Linked DNA regions of Zea mays: region 1 is linked to region 2. Evidence: chromatin contacts called from public Hi-C data. All regions are on one chromosome and are shown on one strand. Each heading gives the region's core, a stretch centred on a gene start, on an enhancer-like site or on the middle of the called end of the contact. The rest is flanking DNA. Distances are from core to core; before and after follow the strand shown.

Evidence for each region. Hi-C and Micro-C count contacts between places; a contact is called where the count stands out from the background.
Region 1: a contact with region 2 is called in a Hi-C map of bundle sheath, with 1.9 times the contacts expected there. The contact joins the promoter of LOC103638977 here to the enhancer-like site in region 2. A contact is called at or near these places in 5 of 25 Hi-C or Micro-C datasets (bundle sheath, ear, leaf and 1 more).

Annotation. Positions count from the first base shown.
Region 1 is chr9:123,855,516-123,861,294 of Zm-B73-REFERENCE-NAM-5.0, reverse strand. It overlaps LOC103638977, which reads left to right and starts at 1,335. Exons shown (of 14, transcript XM_008661761.2): 1 at 1,335-2,091; 2 at 2,465-2,551; 3 at 2,740-2,840; 4 at 2,944-2,994; 5 at 3,272-3,449; 6 at 3,531-3,845; 7 at 4,501-4,704; 8 at 4,780-5,268; 9 at 5,374-5,583. The coding sequence starts at 1,687.
Region 2 is chr9:123,750,356-123,756,426 of Zm-B73-REFERENCE-NAM-5.0, reverse strand. It overlaps the pseudogene LOC103638976. Among protein-coding and RNA genes, the nearest start is that of LOC100279117, 12 kb to the right of the region's middle. Within about 2 kb of position 2,681, at least 17 of the 20 cell types and tissues checked have an H3K27ac peak or open chromatin away from gene starts, as enhancers often do. A contact at or near this core is called in bundle sheath, ear, leaf and 1 more, where this site is marked.

The DNA.
Region 1 (5,779 bases), core at 86-2,585, 110 kb before region 2:
AATACAAGTAATATTTATATATCTAAATAAGTTTATTATAAATATATTTCACAATTTATCAAATAATACTAATTATGCATTATAAATAAATATTATATATATATATTTATTAAAATTGAATATATGTTTTCCAGGAAAAAACAAGAATGACACTCTGTATTGGCCCTGTTTGGCACAACTTATTTTCAGCTTCTTCACAAATTTAAGCAGAAGTTCTACCAAACAGCTAGCTTCTGCAGCAGCTTATCAGTTCAGCTGCTTCTTAGAATACACTAAAAGCAGCCAACAAGCAGAAGCTGCTTTTCACCAGCTTATCAGATAAGCTGCTTTTTCAACAAGCGGCAGCTGTGCTAAACAGGGCCATTGTCTAGGGACTTAGGGAGAGAGTATGGCTTATTTAACAATAATATATATTTTTTAAAACTATATTTTTCAACTGTCATTGACAATGATATAGTTTGAATACAATGTTATAAATTAAGTTATGCTATAATTTTTTGGGTAGAAAGTGAAATTTTCAATACTCTAAAAATATCATAGTATCTAGAATACCATAGTTTTGAAATATAGTTTTAGGAAACCAATCAAACACCTCAATAAAATACTCTAGTATTTTTTTAGAGCATCTCCAACAACGCGATCTATAAAAACACCCTATAATTTAAAAATAAATAAATTTATATGATCTAAGATATTAACAAAATATTCTGCTCTAACAGTAAAGCCCTAAATCTAGATTATAGGGCAGTCCACTACGGTATAATATATTTGAGGTATTTGAGAGGATGTCATATATGTTTTTGACAAAATTTTACTAAATTAGACACTGTTAGAATAGTTTTTCCTATATATAGCCCTCTTGACGATGGAGAGGTCGATAGGCTCACATCTAACGCCAGACACTGACTGCGCTGGATGTGAGCCTATCGACCTCTCCATCGTCGCATTGTCTGGCGCGCGCCAAGCGCAGGGTCACCGTCACCGTGTGGTTGCGTTGAGGAGGTGAGGTGAGAAGAATTAAGGGGTACATGGACGTTAGGCTATGACGAGTGGGCCCAGTTGAACATATAACGGTAGCAATAACGGCGATGGCATTGAAGGAACCCAAAATCTAAATTGATGGCATATAAGGATTCGGTATAGATTTTAATGGCGCTCAGGGAATTTTCTCTAGTAGTTTCCGTCTCCGGCACAAAGAAACTACCCCAATGGCGCCGTCTGTGTTCGTGTAGCACAAAGAAAGATACGGCGTGGCGTACGTATCCATGTCCGACATGATATATCCTACAGTCTACAGATACTCTCTAGCTACGGGGAAATATCGTTTGAGCTCCGCTCGGTATTCTAGCTCGGGCTCGGTCGCCTCGCCACAGAGATCCATTCATCCGTGTGCCACCTTCTTCGGCGCAGCGGCGGTTGCTTTGCCCGATCTCAACCCGCGTCCTCGTCAGTCCTCAGTTCCTCACTTCTCCCCTCCTCGGCACGGGCCACCTCGCCACTCCCGAGTCCGGGCCCGCCGCGCCACCTGACCGACTCGACCGCGGCTCGCATCGGGACGCGTCCGACTCCCATGTAACAGCAGCTGGTCAGCAACAACGAGCAGCTCCTCACCCTCACTGGCAGGACCCGACCGACTCGCCCTTTGCCGCTCCGCTCCGATCGCCGCCGCCGCGGGGTTGCATTCCAATGTGGCGGCGCGGGGCGCACGCCGACGCCGCGCACCATCTCCCCACCGCGGGCCCGGGAGCGTCCTCCTCCTCCACCGCCGCCGCCTCCGCGGGCGCGGCCGCAGCGCGGAGACGGCGGCGCCCAGGGCTGCCCTGCCGCCCGAGCCACCTCTTCTTCGCGCTCCTCGTGGCACTCTTCACCGCCTCCCTGCTAGTGGTCTGGCAGCTGCTCCCCATCGGCGACGGCGACGCAGCGGAGGGGGACGGGGAGGCGCCGCCGCGCCTTCAAGGAGGCGAAGCCGGACCGATGCGGTTCTCGTCCTCCAGCCTGGCGCTGCGCGCGTTCGACGGCGAGAGCCGGCTCGAGGCCGCGAGATCCGGGCGGCGGCTGTGGGCCAGCCTCGCGCCCGTCAGAGTAGCGCTCGTGAGTGCTCCACTACCATTTTCGCGGCAGCACCTGTGAATTTTGGTAACGTTGAAAGATGCCTAGTTTTTTTAATGGTGTAATAGAGCTCTCCTGGGATTTAGTAATGTAATGCGGCGCGCTGGTCAGAGTTTAGTATTCGATGGAGGAACAGACATGCTTACCTAGATATATGCATGTCATGTATATCAGAATTTAGTATTCGATGGAGAAACAGACATGCTTACCTAGATATATGCATGCCATGTATATTGTATTGTTTGCGTGTTTTGCTGTTTCTTTATTAGTCAGGTCTACCGCCGCATATTCATTCAATTTTTATAATGCTAAAATGCATGTCATAGAGAGTTGCCTTTGGCTCCGGTTGTTTCAGGCTGTTGGAAATATGAACATAGATGCACAATCTCTGATGCTTGCAACTGTTGCGAAAAGTCTTGTGAGTCTGGGCTACGAGGTTGAGGTGAGTTTACACGCAACACTATTTTCCACAGGTTGCAAAATGCCTACTAGTTTGGTGGGTTTGCCATTCGGTTGTGATATTGTACCCTTGAGCTTGTGAAACTTGTTTTCATTGGTGACCATTCTTGATTTTTTCGATGTTGACAATACTTTATACCCCATGCCACTCATGGTGTTGCCATGGATCAGGTTTTAGCATTTACAGATGGGAAAGCTCGTGATATTTGGGAAAATATTTGTCTTGTAAATGTTGTGAACACTGGGGCTTTGAAATCTGTTGACTGGTCACAGTGAGTTGCTAATACTTTAAAATTCGAATATTTTCACTGCTATTCTTATTCCATGTCTTATTCATCTATTACCCTTCTTTTTTCTCTGTTCCTAATTTTGTAGGTACAATGCTGTGCTAGTAAGCTCTCTCGAAGGGAAAGGGGTTGTTTCAATGTGAGAATTCTTCTATAACATGTCTTATGCTCCAGGGTTGGCATGTAATAAAACACAATTTGCTAATGAAAAAACGGCTTAGATGTTTGCATTCCATTGTGTGTGTGTGGGGGGGGGGGGGGGGAGAACAGCTGATGTACTCATTGTTTTGTGAATTTATTTATTCCATTATATGACCTTTCATTTTGTTCATGTAAAATTCGTTTCTTGGAATTCATTTCCATTTTTTCTGTAGCAGTTCTTTGTTTGGCACTTAGCACATTCATATTGTTTTCAGTCTTATGCAGGAACCTTTTCGGCTTCTACCAGTGATTTGGCTTATACATGAAGACACTCTTGGACAATATCTTAGAAGTTATGCAAAGTTACATGATTCTATTCAAAATGTCATTGAAGATTGGAGGACTCATTTTAATGCATGCGCTTATGTTGTTTTTCCAGATAGCTACCATCCTGTATGTACCACCATCAACTCAATACTGTATAATAATTTATGAAATGCAATTTATGTCTGACATAAAGCTATTTGATTTCAGTTGTTGTACTCGCCTCTTGATTCTGGTAACTTTTTAGTGATTTCTGGTTCTCCAGTTGATATCTGGTCTGCTAAAAGATTTGGCTCATCACATTCTGACGAAACTACAAGAAAGCAGCATGGGATTGAAAAAGATGATGTTGTTATTTTGGTTGTTGGAAGCTACTTATTTTTTGATGATTTACCATGGGATTATGTCACAGTCATGCGTGCATCAGCTACACAAATTTTGGATATAGCAAAAACTAAAAATCTGAGGGTGCAGTTTGTTTTTTTCTGTGGAAATGGCTCTGATGCCTACAACTCTGCTTTCCAGGTAATGAATATTCCACAAATTAGACAGTGGCCTTTGGGAGAAATACCTTGCTATTGAAAAATTCCAAGAAATACCATTTGTACTTCAGTGATGGGTTTTCTTTATGTCATCTGCTTGAGGAGACAATATCATTACCATATTGTGCCCATGGAAGCATCCTTTTAAAGTCAAAAGTAACTGGCAGAACTTGGCCAGACCTTCATATTTTTCCTTTACTACATGATTTTTTTGGCATTTAAAGTAACTATGCATTGCATTTGTGAACTTCACTAAAGCAAGATCTTGAATTTCTTAAGCCTTCAAGCTTGTATGTTTTGTTGGACATGCTTTTAGCTGGCTAACCTTTTTATTTCTAATGAATATTTATCCTCTAGTTAATTACTTGGGCACTTTACTTTGCGGTAACCTCATATGTTTTTTTGTCAAACAATGCAGAAAGCTTGACATGACACACACACCAGCCTTTTCACAAGATTACATGGTGACCACACATATTAGATGAAATAAACACCCTTCTTGTCCCTGCTCTCTCCCTCTATGTTATTTTTTTCTTCAAAAACATTTTAGAATGGGCTCTTGTTCGTCTGTTTAGTAATTCATTCTTCCCGTGTTTACAAATTCACGTGCTAATATAATCCTAATGTCTGTTTTACAGGAACTTACCTCACACATGGGGTTACCTGATGTCTCCATAAAGCGATTTTCTGTGACTCATGATATTAGAAACCTGTTAATGTTTGTGGATGTTGTTCTCTATGGATCTTTAAGACAAGAACCTGTCTTCCCTCCTTTGTTATTGCTGTCCATGTCCTCCGAAATTCCAGTTGTTGCACCAAATCTTACTGTTATAACAAAATATGTATGCCACTCGATCGAATTCTTAATAATTCACTTGTAAATCTTTGCCACTACTTTTGACAATTTGTTGTTCCAGGTCAGTGATGGTGTCCATGGATTCCTTTTCGATTCTGCTGACCCAAGCACGATTTCTTCAGCTTTCATACAAATTTTAGGAGAAAAAAAGCTTTTGGATACTGCCTATTCTGTTGCTCTGGAAGGGAAGCTACTTTCCAAGAACATGTTAGCACATGATTGTATCAAAGCTCATGTTAAGCTTCTTGAAAGTGTTATTCATTTTCCTTCTTATGCAAAATTGCCATCTTCTGTTTCTAAAGTTCAAGAACGAACATGGTTGTGGGATCCTTTCGAGTTGAAAGCTGCACTAGAAAATAGTTTGTTGGAAGATGAAAGCCATGCCAGCACAAAGGCTGTTGATATTCTTAGAGAATTCTCTCAAAGTAACCAAACAACTTATGCTGATACAAATGATACTTCTTCATATGATTACCCTCGTTTGTCCGATTGGTATGATTTAGGTGAAATTGAAATCTTTGAAGACATTGAGAGGAGAGAAATGGAGGAGGCAAGTTTTACCCCCTTTTTTGGGAAGACCTCTCTAATCTTGTCCAATGATATTTTCTTTTTCTAAATTGGCAAACTAAATCAAATATGCTGTTTTGCAATGTAGATTGATGAAAGGGTGGAAAGACCTTTGTTATCATGGGATGAAGTGTACAAAAACGCTCGTAAATCAGAAAGGCTAAAGTCAGAAGGAAATGAACGTGACGAAGGTGAACTAGAAAGGACTGGGCAACCTGTGTGTATATATGAGATCTATAGTGGAGAGGGGGCATGGCCATTTTTACACCATGGATCTTTGTATCGTGGTGTTACACTTGTAAGTCTCGGCAAGTTTATTTCACTGCATGTCTTATCCAGAAGCTCATATCATTTCCCACTTTTCACGAGATGCTCGATAATATTATGTCATTTAGTTTTCATCATCTCTACCACTTAATATTTGAGATATTTATACTATGTACTGGGGAAGCATCGGCCTAGTTCAGTCTGTATGCATTATTGAACATACACTG
Region 2 (6,071 bases), core at 1,432-3,931:
TAAGGCTTATCAAAGAGAATGGTTAAAGCTGAGCATTGCTTTTAATGTTGGTCAAACTTTTATTAGCAATTACTAGATGTAAGTAAATACCAAACCTTAAATAAAGTAATAGAACAAATTTAATAATAAACCCATGCATATGCAAATGACAAAATTGAATTTAAGTTCCATAATTTAATCATTAGAGAGTCCTGAGCTGCTCATGACCGTGAGCTCGGCTAGTATACCAGTTTTACACTCTGCAGAGGTTGTACCCTTTACCCACAAGTCATGCTACCCATCTGCCAAGGGGTCGCGAATCCCATACACCTCTACCTAGGAAGCGCGGCAGGGCAACACTACGAGGCCTTTACAAAGTTCCACTAGCTTCCGAAAACCCGCTACAGTTTATAGGAAGCTCCAATGCAGGGTTCTTGTCTGACCGCCATCGCAGCAAAATCAACCAAGGACCTCCCTACACTGACCACTCCCCTACTGCCCTTGCCCCTTTCGGGTAAGGTAGTCTTCCACTAGCTTTCCTAATTAGTCAGCCAAGGGCGTCCCATTAAACCCTTGTGGTGGCACGTGGTTCTCAAGTTAAGCTCTATGTTCCAATTAACATTAATAATCTTGACATGAACATAAATAGAATAACAAAAGAATTGGAACACAGATATAATAAATGATTATCCCAAAACCATGTAAAGCAATAGCAAAACTACCCAAGTGATTCAGGGGTAAACAAGGTAATGAGATAAACAATCTAGGGTGACCTATTGGGTCCCATCAAAATTAACCTATGCATGAATAAGTGATATTAAGAACATTATTGGGTAAAAAGTGGTCAAGGGCACAACTTGCCTGGCACTTGAGATTCCAGGTACCAACTTGCTTTTCAGATGACACGTGTCCTCACGCTAGTCGTAGCAATACAAACAAACATGGTATAGATAAAATTAACATCACACAAAACATAAGTACAAACTGAATAATAATGATCTACGCGTTGCTACGAGACTAACGCAACTGAAACGAGTCAAATCGGAGTTAAAACGAAGGAGATACGAATTTCTTAAGGTTTTATGTATTTGATACGAGATTAATTAAGAAATAAATTTTAATACCATTTTCATATTAAAACATAGACACAGGGTGATAAACAACATTATTACTAATTTATAGGAACTAGAATGAATTAATTTGGTCGCGCTATGAATTTTATATAGATTAAACAAGTTTCTAGAATTATTTATATACTAAAAATCAATTTCTATAATCCTTCATTATTTTTCTCTGACCTCTGGACTGCGCACATAAAACAAATAACCCGGGGGTCTAACGCATAAAATTCCTTGTGACTCAGGTCTTCCCCGCGGGGATGACGGGTTTATTTCTAAAAAGCGTAGGGTCTCTTTAGCATAAATGTCGAGGCGAAGGGGTATGGACCAAAGGTATCCGTTGGATTCCCTACGGACGGCATCGACTAGACTGTTACTTAATCGAATCAGTATTTAGCGCGATCCGTCCGATCGAAGACCTATGGTGGAGATTTTATGAGGGCTAATCCAGTATCGCCCGTCCGATCAAAACGGACGGTGATGATCTCTCAGGCCGAAGCGTTAGGTACCGATCCAATCTGGGTCGTTCATTGGTCAATCGACGATCCAAAACCCTATCTCCTACCTCCGGCAGACTGGGCACGACGGCGCCCGCACGGTTCCGCGGTGGAGGTTCGCCGGCGCGCGATCTATGTGTCACCCCGGTGCTCCCACCCCAAATCAACGAGTTCACAAAGTGCCGGAGTGGTCACCGAGGCAAATCCGTTGGGCTATTACCCACTGGTTTAGGCAACAGGGGCCGGACCGCGGCACGAGTGTATCCGCGGCGGCGAAAATTCCTCCGATGAGAAATTGCGTCTACCGGTCAGATTCCAATACCTCCCTGGACGGTCCTACGCGAATATGGGAAGGTTTTGAAGAGAATAAACATGCTTACCACTGGTTTGGAGCAACGACCCAAGCTAGCCGCGGCACTAGGAATCCCGCGGTGGTCATCCCCGCCCGGTGAGAAATTGCCGCGTGGATTCCACCCGCCCTTTCGATTGCTCCCTCGCACAACTTCAACGTGAGCAACCCAAGCTTTAGGTTACCAGAATGGCGCCAGAGTCGCGTTACCAGCGGCTATCTATGGTGGCGGCGATGGTGGGCGATTCTAGGTGAGATGAGCAGCAGCGATGACGGAGGAGGTCGTTAATCTGCTTTATAGCCCAACTGGGCCGATGGTGGAAGGCGGTTGAACGGAATCGCGAGGTGCGCGCGGATTTCGGCTGTCGTGCGCATGCGGTAGACTTGGCATGAAGTCCCGCGGTGAGGATTTCGTGGATTCGGTTGGTAACAGTCCGCGGCGACTTCGACGGTAGGTGGAAGGAGGCCTCGCTACTACTGGTAAGTGGCCCGGAGTGGTCAGCGGAGGTCCGCCAGAACCGGTCGGTGCGAGTCGTGGCACGATTGCCCGAGCAGCCCCAGCCACCGTAGCGCAGTCAAGGTCCCGGCGTGGATTCCGGCTTCAGTTGAGCAGAGTCGACTGTCGCGGGAGGTGGGAGACTGTACTGGCAAACGGGCCCGCTCTATAGGTGAGTGGTTAGTCGCACACGCTTGAGGAACGCTGGGCAGTGGGCCTAGACGGTCGGCGACTCATTCTGGTGTACGCGACGCGCGCCCCTGAGACCGAGCAGTGGGCCCCGCACGGCAGTCGATCGCGCACGCCCAGTGGAACGGGATATGGGCCGTGCGTGTGTTGAGTCAATGGGCCGGAAGTGATGGTCCGCGGCCCAGGTAAGCTTTCTTCCTTTTTTCTTTTGTTTTTATTTCATGTTTTCTTTTCTCCTTTTAATTTCAAATTTAAGTCCCAAATTTGAACTTCAAATATGAATATGAATTTAGTACCCAATTAAAGGTAGACCTTAATCATACCATTTATGTTTGGGTTTATATTTTTATCAATTTTGTTTTACATTTTATGATGTTTCTTCTCTTTCTTTTCTTTTTCTATGTCATTTTGAGGTTATATCCCATGTGCCCATTAACATATTAATATATTTTTATTGACACATTTATTTTATTATCCACAAATGCACAATCCAATAAAACTCAGCATGATGCACATATTAATTTAAGTGTCATTAGCTAGTTAATGACTTTTGAGGTGTTGATTCACCTGTTATAATAAACAGAGGCAAAAACATGTGTGTAAATAAACTATGTTTTCAATTTTACATTTTTGAGTATTACAAGCGGTGAAGTGACTGCGGTCACTTCGGCTCTGTCGACTGAAGGGCGCACATCAGGATAAGGTGTCAGGCCATCCTTGCATTAAATGCTCCTGCGATACGGTCGGTCGGCGTGGCGATCTGGCCAAGGTTGCTTCTTGGCGAAGACTGGGCCTCGGGCGAGCCGAAGGTGTGTCTGTTGCTTGAGGGGGCCCTCGAGCGAGACGTGAATCCTCCGGGGTTGGCTGCCCTTGCCCGAGGCTGGGCTTGGGCGAGGCGAGATCGTGTCCCTTGAGTGGACCGAGCCTTGACTTAATCGTACCCATCAGGTCTTTGCAGCTTTGTGCTGATGGGGGTTACCAGCTGAGATTAGGAGTCTTGGGGGTACCCCTAATTATGGTCCCCGACAGTATCTAAGTTGATTCTTGCTAAAGCCTCTCCTTGATTCCCAAATCCAGCATATCCTTGAGAGTCTTTTACTTTGTCGGGTAAGTCTTGCGAAAGTACACTTCGTACTCAGGGCTTTGTCCCATGTTGTTTTAGGTGAAGGAGCGACAAACTTTTGTTGCTTCTGTTCTAAGGTGGTACCAAAGGAAGAACGCAAGGAATGAAGTGCGGGAGGAAAGGATCCTCCATTTAGGACTTTTGTGTAAAAACTTATCGGGAGGAGTTTTTGCCTCCCTTGGTATATGTAATAATATTACTCTGCACTCCTAGGATATAATCTGGTCTGTACATATTCAACTTGATCTTACTTTAAAATAAAGGTAAGTTTATGTAATTGCTTCCGCATTCTCGTAACTCCGATGCTTGTAATGTCTGCGTGACGGGTGAAACGCTCTTGGGAAAGGTGAGTAAAGCAGATACCGAACTTGTCAAGTGATTCAAGGGCACCTACAGGGTTGTCTGAGGTCCGTTGGACAAGGACAACTGTAGGTGGGCCTAATTACTTGGGAGGTTCCGCCACAGCTACGACCATCAAACACACAACTGTTTCTATGGTTCCAAAGTCCAGAGACCAAGAGTGACTAAAGAGTTCAACCTCTTTTTGGCGACTCCTTGCAGTCGATCACTAATTTTTTTCCACCAAAGCATGATATTCTTTTTTTTCTCGAAAGTGCAAGAGAACTGCGCGAAAATATATTAAGAAGGAGAAAAAGGTCCAAAAGGACCCCAAGATACAGATAAGGCCTCCATACGGCGGCCAATAACAAGCATAAATGAACCCATTCATGACAAAAATACTGCTACAAAAACAGCATTACAGCTATCTAGCTAACAGGGAGACCTGGAATGGGGGCAGTAAGCAAGGACAGCTTCTTTGCACCAGCCAAAACCCAAAGATCAATCTCCAAACCAACACTTCTAATTGCAACATCAACACTAAGACTCTTATTGTCAAAAACGCAGCCATTGCGATGTTTTCATAGGGTCCAAACCCCAAGAATGACAAGAGAGTTAAGACCATTTCTTGCAATCCCAGGAATCTTGGTGCTCAAGTCTTGCCACCAATCCATAAAACCCCTTCACAGGACTGATGGGCCAAGTGTTGTAGATTTACAAGAAGAAGCAGCTTGAACCAAATTTCTCTAGCAAAAACGCAGCCCAGCAGCATATGGTTTAAGGTTTCCTGATCCTGATCACATAATGAACACCTCTCCGGATGATCCATACCTCTTCTTTGCAACCTATCAGCTATCCACACCTTCTTGTGAGCGACCAACCACATGAAAAACTTAGATTTCGGAGGAGCCCAAGTCTTCCATATTATATGTAAAGGCTCAAACTCAATTGACCCAATAAAGAAACCCCTATAAGCTTCCTTTGAAGAATATTTTCCATTGGCAGCAAGGCGAAAGAAATGCTTGTCTTCAACATGAGGTCTTAGCTGAACCAAATCTATTAAATCCCACAGGAGGAGATACTCGTTGATAACACCCACTGAAAGTCCCCCCTGAATATCCGAAATCCAGTTGTGATTGGAAAGAGCATCCAATACTGTTCTCCGATTAGCCCTTTGCTTAGGAATAGTTCTAAATAACCGTGGAGTCAAATCTGCAATTCTATGTCTCGACAGCCACCTATCTGTCCAAAAAAATGTAGTAGCACCATTACCAAGATCAGTTTGCATAGCCATTGAGAAGAAATATTTTATTTTTTTAGGAACTTGGATGGAAATAGAAGTCCAAGGGCGAGTTGGATCAGTTTTTGCCAACCATAACCAACACATTCTAAGTGACCAAGCAAGCTCTTTTAAGCTCGAAATACCAAGACCACCCAGCTCAATAGGCCTGCAAACAGTCCCCCAGGCCACATGACAGTGTCCACCTCTTGCATCTTTCCGCCCTCTCCATAAAAACCCACGACGAATCTTGTCAATAGCTTTGAGTGCCCAAGCTGGAAGATCCACAGCCATAGCAAGATAAATGACCATCCCTGTGAGAACATACTGGACGTGAATTTTACGACCAGATTTAGTCAATAAATCAGCCTTCCAACCAGCAAGTTTATTTGCAATCTTATCAATGATGGGTTGAATCTGATCTCTAGTGACCTTTTTAATAGCTAGCGGTAGACCTAGGTACCGGCAAGGAAAAACAGCCACCTCGCAAGGTAGCAAGTCATGAAGCACAGCAAGGTCTTGGTCATCACATCTAATGGGATATACGCTGCTCTTCTAGACATTAGTACATAAACTGGAAGCCTCTCCAAAGAGGTGAAGAATATCCAAAGTAATATTGATATCCAAAGCAGTCGGACGAAGAAATATCACCACATCATCAGCGTATAACGAAATCCGGTGCTGCAAAATCCATGGGGCAAG